2 separate regions of the Macaca mulatta genome follow, and region 1 is linked to region 2. The links are chromatin contacts, called in public Hi-C maps. All regions are on one chromosome and are shown on one strand. The core of a region is the stretch at or near the end of the contact, and the rest is flanking DNA. Distances in the headings are between cores, read along the strand shown.

Evidence for each region. A called contact is a pair of places that touch in the nucleus more often than the background predicts.
Region 1: a Hi-C map of cortical neurons shows a contact between it and region 2, with 5 times the contacts expected there. The contact joins two enhancer-like sites. A contact is called at or near these places in 4 of 14 Hi-C or Micro-C datasets (cortical neurons, fetal cortex germinal zone, liver and 1 more).

The regions. Positions count from the first base shown.
Region 1 is chr4:141,298,736-141,302,644 of T2T-MMU8v2.0, reverse strand. No RefSeq gene overlaps it. Among named protein-coding and RNA genes, the nearest start is that of UNC5CL, 150 kb to the right of the region's middle. Within about 2 kb of position 1,689, at least 4 of the 40 cell types and tissues checked have an H3K27ac peak or open chromatin away from gene starts, as enhancers often do. A contact at or near this core is called in cortical neurons, where this site is marked.
Region 2 is chr4:141,166,523-141,170,400 of T2T-MMU8v2.0, reverse strand. No RefSeq gene overlaps it. Among named protein-coding and RNA genes, the nearest start is that of UNC5CL, 17 kb to the right of the region's middle. Within about 2 kb of position 1,485, at least 2 of the 40 cell types and tissues checked have an H3K27ac peak or open chromatin away from gene starts, as enhancers often do. A contact at or near this core is called in cortical neurons, where this site is marked.

The DNA of each region.
Region 1 (3,909 bases), core at 440-2,939, 130 kb before region 2:
GGCCATTTGCATCTTGGAAGGAGGGCTCGGCTGGGACGGCCATCCTGGAAGTGACCTCTGGGAGGCAGCAGAGGAGGTGCTATGGAGCCGCCACAACTGAAGTTCCCAGCCGGGGATCCTCAGGGGACAGGGAAGGGGAAGGAAGCACTGAGACTGAGTGACTGGCACTGTTTCATAGATAGGGAAGTCAATGTGGGAGTTCCATAGGGCCTGCTGGGCCCATGGTTGGGGGTCACCACCACCAAGCTGTGTCCTGATGCCATTCCTTCCCCAGGGCTTCGGCCTCTTCCTTTCTGCCCTGACCCTGGAAACATGATCCTTCCAAGTTCACTCCTCAGCAAAATTTTCCATCCTCAGAACGGGTTTTCCAGACAGGACGAAATATGCTTTTAAGACTCTCTTCTCAAGGGCAATAGAAACTTCCTTACTTACGGCACAAGGAAAAACGAGGCAAAAATAATTACTGAGCGCCTACTATGTGTCAGCATTGTGCCTGCCGGTTTATGCACACTAATCTCATTTACACCACATAGTAACTGGCTGAAGTGGGTTAGCCCATTTTACAGATGAGGAAACTGAGGCATGGGGAGTTAAATGACTTTGACAGGATCACACAGGTGGGTAAGTGATAATGCTGGGACTCAAACCTAGAGTTCTCTGACTCCAGTGTGCATGTTCTTTCTACCATGTTAACTACATAAACATGACAGAATGGTCAAGGAGGCAGAGTAGACTCCACAAAGACAAAATGACAAAATATTTGCCATTTCTTCATGCTAGAAACATTTGGATTGCTAAGAAACAGCAACGATACAGAAGAGTTACAGGACCCAGACTTGGAGATCTTCTTACCAGTTTCCACCTCCATTTTGGATCTCTCTATAATCAGCTTCCTGTGGCCAGTCTCTTCTTCATTGAGAATCCTTTTGTTTTTGTTTTTGTGCTGTTGCCTTTGTTGAGAGTTCTTACAGAGCTCTTCCCAAGATGGTTCTCTGCTTATCTTTCACATTCTGGTCTATGCTGACTCCCTTAACTCTTGGCAAGCGCCTGCTCCTCCAGGTTTTTTTCACTAGCAAAATTATTTTCCCTTCTTCATTCAAAACATGATGCTAGAGCTCCAATCTTGAGCTGGATGCTAGACAAGGACCTTGGGACAACAGTGATTACCACTTAGCAAGCACTTGCTACTGGACAGCATTCATATATGCTGAATGTTAGCATGCAGTATCTCATTTAATTGTCTGGACATCCTTAGGGTAGGTGTTAGTATCTCTGTTTGATGGATCGGGTAGCTAAGGCCCAAAGTCACTGAGTAAGCTGCCCAACATCACAGACAGTCAGTTCTCAACCTCAGCTCTGTGTGGCCCAGAACCTCTGGCATTAACCCCACCCACAGGGGATGGTCAGGAAGATAACCCGCTTCCCCATCCTCTCTACTATGGATCTTGATTCTTACTATAAGTTAATATAGATTCTCAATATAATTTAATATACCAAATAGATGACAGTGGGACTCTGCTGGGATAGAAGAGAAACATGTGATACGTCTGCTAGGATCTGTAGTCCATTTGAAGAGACTAACACATGAAGTGCATTCCATGACCTCCCTTGGGTCCTGGGACATTCTTGTGTGTTCCTTCCCACCTCCCTAACATTCCCTTTGATCTCCTGCTCAAGCTGCCCTGTTAATGCTGGTGTTCTACAGGGCTCCATCTTCAACCTATCTCTCTTCTCACACCACATCAGGGCTTAGAGATTTGAATAACCACGAGGAGTGTGCAGAAATTCACCCAGCAGGCTGAGCATTAAACAATAGCTGCTTGCACAGCAACCAAACAAAACCTTTGCCTGGCTACGGGCCTTGAACCATACCCAGCCTGACAAAGCTTCCAAACAAAACAGAACATTTTGGCAACCCAAGCCATGCTCAGAGCTGCAGGGTTGTTGCTCTTATTTCTATTTTCCCGGGACAATTTCATCTATCTCAAGTATTTATCTATTATCTACTTCCTCCATGATGATAACATCTGCATCTGCTGTCTTCAGCCCAGGTCTCTCTCCTGGCTTCCGACTCTGTGCATGTGACGGTCTGCTGACATCTCCAGCTGCCTCTAGACCCAACTTGGCCAAACTTGAATGCACCATCCCCCATTTCTCTCCATCCTCCTACCTGTGTTTATCTCCCCCCTTTCCCTTTCCCATCCCAGTTTCTCACTTTCTTGCTCGCTCTGTCTCTCTCTCTCCAGCCCTCCAGTACCTGCCCTAGTTCAAGCTGTTGCCCTAGTCCCCTTGAATATTGCTGTAGCCTCCTACCTAGGTCCCACCGCCCCCCATCCATCCTTCTCACTGCAGCCTGAGTCACTGACCAAAAATAAAAATCTAAGGCTACCTCCAGCTTAAAATTCATAGCCTGTGGGAAAAGACACAAACCCCTTAGCTGGGTATCCAAGCCCTCCCCGGCCGGGCAGCACATACGTCTAGAGCCACCCCTGGTTCTCACTTCACTCTCTGGGCACAACCAATTGTGTGCACTTGTCCTACATACACCACAGAGCACCACGCTCCAGCATCTCTAGGCCCACTGCTGCCTCTGCCTGGAGAACCTTCCTTTCCCACCCACCCACACTCTGCCTTTGCCGAGCCACTGCTATGTATTTTGAAATTCTACATTGGTGCCACCGCCTCTGAGAAGCCTTCTCTGACATCCCCCAAGTCTGGACCAGGCACCCCTCCTTTTGAGGGGGGCGGTGCACAGTATCTGGTACCATGGCACAAGATTTCAACATTGCTTGTTTACTTGTCTGTGAACCACAAGGCAACCGCCCCTGGCAGGCACTGGAGTTGCCTACCCAACACCTAGGACCTTTTCCTGATTTTATTCAGGCAAGAAATTGCTCAGTCTTGAGGATGATGGTTTTTTTTTTTTTTTAACTTTTAAAAATTTTATTTTTTATTGATACATAATAGTTGTGCATACATTGAGGATACATGTGATAATTTAACACATTTGAATAACTTGTAAAGATCAAATCATTATACTCGGGATATATATTGCCTTAAATATTTGTCTTTTCTTCACGCTAGAAACATTTGAATTGCTATCTTCTAGCTCCTTTGAAATATACAATAGATAATTAGTAGTTAACTTTTACTGGGAACCAAGTACTGTGCTAAGCACCTTATGTACATTAAACATTTAATCCTTACATCAACCTGTGAAGTATCATTATCACCATTTTACAAATGAGAAAACTGAGAAACAAAAGGTTAAGCTCCTTGCCCAGGGTTATATAACTCAAAAGTGATGAAGCCATGATTTGAACTGTGGCCCTCAGGCTCCAGAGCCTGGGCTCTTAGTGGACATGATAGACACACTGCTTTTCCCATGAACAGCACATCACAATTGGCCCAAGGCAGCCAGTTATGGCATCCCATTCTGGTTTGCCTGTGACTGGTCTAGAAACAGGCATGGGATCCAGATACGGTCACTGGGTTATAATGAGAAGGCAGCAAGGCACTTCTAGGAAAGGTGTTCTTCCCCTATGAAAAAAAAAAAAGGAGCAAAGTGAAGGTCCCTGTCCTGTCTTTGAGCATTAGGATATTAGGATGTTGTTGGGGGCTGTGATGGCCATCTTGCCATCTGAGGAGAGTTATCACTGATGCACCAAGAATGGTTCTTGATGGCACTGCTGAGCTGTGGAACCTACAGCCTCTAAGGACCACAGCCCTGGACTTCTTTCTTATTTTAGATGAGATAATGAATATCTGCATTGTTTTGTCAGAGGTGTTTAAACTGGAGCAACTCCATCTTGAATAGGGGCTGGATAAAATAAGGCTGAGACCTACTGGGTGGCGTTCCCAGACAGGCATTCTAAGTCACAGGATGAGATGGGAGGTCAGCACAGATAC
Region 2 (3,878 bases), core at 236-2,735:
CACAGTGAGAGATTATAAATGACTGCTGTGTGAGGCCACTAAGTTGGAGGGGTTGGTAATTTGTAATACAGCAATAGATAATTCATATAGCACCTATGATACCTTATGACTTAAGTACAAGGTTACTGGGTATTAATCAAAATTCTAGTTTTCAAGCAAGAGAAACCAATTCTGATACATGTAAGCCAAAGGGGAATTTTCAGGGAGGGCGTCAGGGCGCACCAAATCCAAGAAAAGACTGGAGACTCCAGTGTAGGATCCTCTGGCAACAGAACTCCAGTTCCAGTTCAGGGAGAGGAACAGCCAGGTGTCCACACCTCCATGACTCCAAAGAGCCACTAATCATTCCATATATCTTGATTTAGTCTGTTCAGACTGCCATAAAGAATACCACAGACTGGGTGGCTCAAACAACAAACATTTGGTTCTCATAGTTCTGGAGGAAGGGAAGTCCAAGATCAAGGTTCTGACAGATACGGTGGCTGGTGAGGGCCCTTTTCCTGGTTCTCAGACCACTATCTTCTCATTGTATGCTCAAGACACAGGAAGCAAGCTCTCCTGTATCTCTTCTTATAAGGGCACTAATGCCACTCATGAGGGCTCCACCTTCATGACCTAATTACCTCCCAAAGGCCGCATTTCTGAATAGCATTTTATTGAGGGTTAGGATTTTAACGTATGAATTTTGGGGGCATACAAACGTTCAATCCATAGCACATCCTCAGTCTACTCACAGAGGATTCAGGGTCTAGAGTGACAGAGACATTGATCATGTTCCAGCCCCCTGGCTACACCAAGGGCAAGAAAAAGCATCTGCCCCTTGGTATTATTTCCCTCTGAGACAATCCCACTAGGGAAAGATGATTCTTGAAAGCAAGTCATGGTGCTCTTAAAGAAGGGGATGGGATGCTCTGCAGCCAACATCAATAAATGTCCAGCCCAGTGATCATTACAAGGTGTTACAAAGAAGAAGGCTTTGAATAATATTGAACCAGGCTACGTGTAGGCCATGGGCTTCATAGTCATTAATCCTCACAATAATCTTAAAAGGAGGATGATATTATCCCCATCATCCTGACAAGGAGGCAGAACCTCAGACACATTAAGTAACTTGCCAGAATCCACGTGGAAAGTGAAGAAGCTGGCTTCTAAGTTAAAGTCTGTGGGGTTCCAGAATCCTTACTTGTCCCACATAACCAGGCTTCCAAGAAGGGCCTCAAGGGAATGGAACCACATTCTTGCTTTGATGAAGTCAAATAAATTAAAAAGAGTTTATTAAGGGAAAGAGACGGAGACTGAAGTAAAGGATTCACCTGATCTTCTCCCAAGGAAGAATGTGCCTGAGTCATATCTGACTGGCTTGACCCAGAAAGAAGAGGGTAGTCACAGGCAGAAAGGAAGGACAACACAGGCTCACAGAGACGGGCGATCTCCAGAACTTGAAACTTCCCAAGGGCTTACACCCTGTGTACTAAACATGGTCTGCTTCTGCCACCTAGCCACAGATGGTCTCCTCAGCCAGAGCACAAGAAGCCCAACTGTGATGAAACCCTGTGGGTGGGTATGCAGCGAGGACAAGCCACATGTGAAGACTTTCCTGGTAGATTTCCAAGATAACCAATGCCACTGGGTCCCCTTGTCTGTCATGTGCCTTCTTTGTATTTATCTGAGATTCCCAGGGAAAGGATGGCCAGCTCCTCCCTTAGATTAGGGGGGGTGTGCCCTTCCCCACCCCCATCTATACTCTCTGCCCCACTAAAGAACTTTTCTATAATCTCGTCTTTACCCTATTCAGCATCTTCCAAATATTATTCTTCATTTTCCAATTGTGTCTTTTCTAGTTCATTTGGAAATGAAATCTGGTTTCACCTGAAGGTTGAGAGCCAATATGAAGCATATTCCTGTCCTTGGGCTAATATCTTTATGATGTCATGACACTAACCAGCTAGGATTGACTTAGCTTTTTTTTGGCCAGAAGGCATAACATCTCTGCCAACAAGAAACTAGCATAGGCTGGATTAAAGTCAGCATGAGAAAGAGTACCTGAAGATAAGAAAATAAATGAAGGCCCACCATGTTTCTAAGCACATAGTAAATAGTCAAATATGTGCAGAGGAGATGAATAAACATATCTGTGTAAGGCTTTCGAAAGGATCAGGATGACAGGTCTCACAAAAAAAGCATTTCCAGGCTTTTGTATTTTACAGACCAATATTTTTGTGTTTTATTTTTTAATTTGGGGAGGAGAAAATCAACATAGGATTATTATCTTTTTACTTTACCAAGTAGACATTTTAATAAAGCTATCATTGCTTTACCATCCTTTCATAAGGTAATAGGCCTGTTAACACAAGCAAAGTAAGAAGTATATGATCACAGAATAAAGAACAGTCTTTGCAGTGAAAAAATCATTGGCACACTGGATACAGGTCTTTGTTTTATACTATGTAGTCCCTCTCTGGCTAGTTTAAGCACAAACAATATATTATGGAGCCAGATAGATAGTTCACAAATCACTGGAAAGGCTGTAGGGATATACTCCAAGTTGAATTCCATATTAACACCCCAAACTATGCATGCAACTTGCCACTAAGGGAGCTGCTGCCACAGCTGCTGACCACTCTAGCTCCTCAAAATGAGCACCAGCTTCATGCCCTGTTCAACTCCCTCCATTATTCCAAATCATCCCTCCATATTCCAAATCAAAGTCCTGCATGAGTCCAGCTGATTGGCTGAACCTAAGCATATCTAGATCCCCATCTGCCAAGAAGTCTGGGAAACATCATTTTAGTCTTCAGCCTCTGCAGTACAGGGAGGCACAGGGGCTGGAGAAGGCATGGAACGAACCAATTTGCCACTGTTGATGAGCTTGTTGTCAGACCATAGCACTTCTAAACCATGTCAAGGTCTAAGCCTGGGTTACAGGATAACATTTGTGTGTACTGGCATGAGAGCCATCCTAAGGAACGTGTGCAGGCATGCTTTACTGAGAAGATTCTGAAGGTCAGTGGTCTTACACAGGCACCGTATCAAGGTTCTGACTGGTGTCTGGTGACGGCCCTCTTCCTGGTTCTCAGACCACCATCTTCTCATTGTGTGTGCCCACGTGATAAAAAGCAGAGAGAAATGAAGCAAACTCTCCTGGGTCTCTTCTTACAAGGACGCTAATGCCATTCACGAGGGCTCCAGTTTCATGACCTAATTACCTCTTAAAGGCCAACTTCCTAATACCATCTCATTGAGGGTTAGGATTTTATCATATGAATTTTGGGGGCACACAAACATTCAATCCATAGCACATCCTCAGTCTACTCTCTGCCAGAACCTTGATACAGCACCTACTGAGTGCATGGCTATTCTTGAGAAGGGAATTTGCTGCCTGAGGCTACAGCATGATTACACTCTGACTGTAGTAGACATCTGTCTTATTTGTGGCTTCTCATCAACTTTTGAGTAGCTTTCCCATATTTGGGGATATTCTCATGTAACTTATTAATTTAAATTAAATGTAACTTATTACATTTCCCTGATACTGAAGTCAGAGTTCCAGTCAGATTTCAGAGCTTCCAGGTGTCTTTGCAGCTAGGATTCAGGCATGTGGTCTGAGCTCTCACAACCCAAGGCCAGCACTAGAGATTTGATTCAGAAGTGAGTAGTGTAAAGAGCAGGCAGTGCATGGAGCTTCTGTTTTTGCTGGCATGGAAGGCAGAAGAGGCCTTAGCTTTCAGAAGTGGTGGTGAGGGACCAGGCACAGTGGATCACGCCTGTAATCCCAGCACTTTAGGGGAGGCCGAGGTGGGCCGATCATGAGGTCAAGAGAGCGAGACCATCCTGGCCAACATGGTGAAACCCCGTCTCTAGTAAAAATACAAAAATTA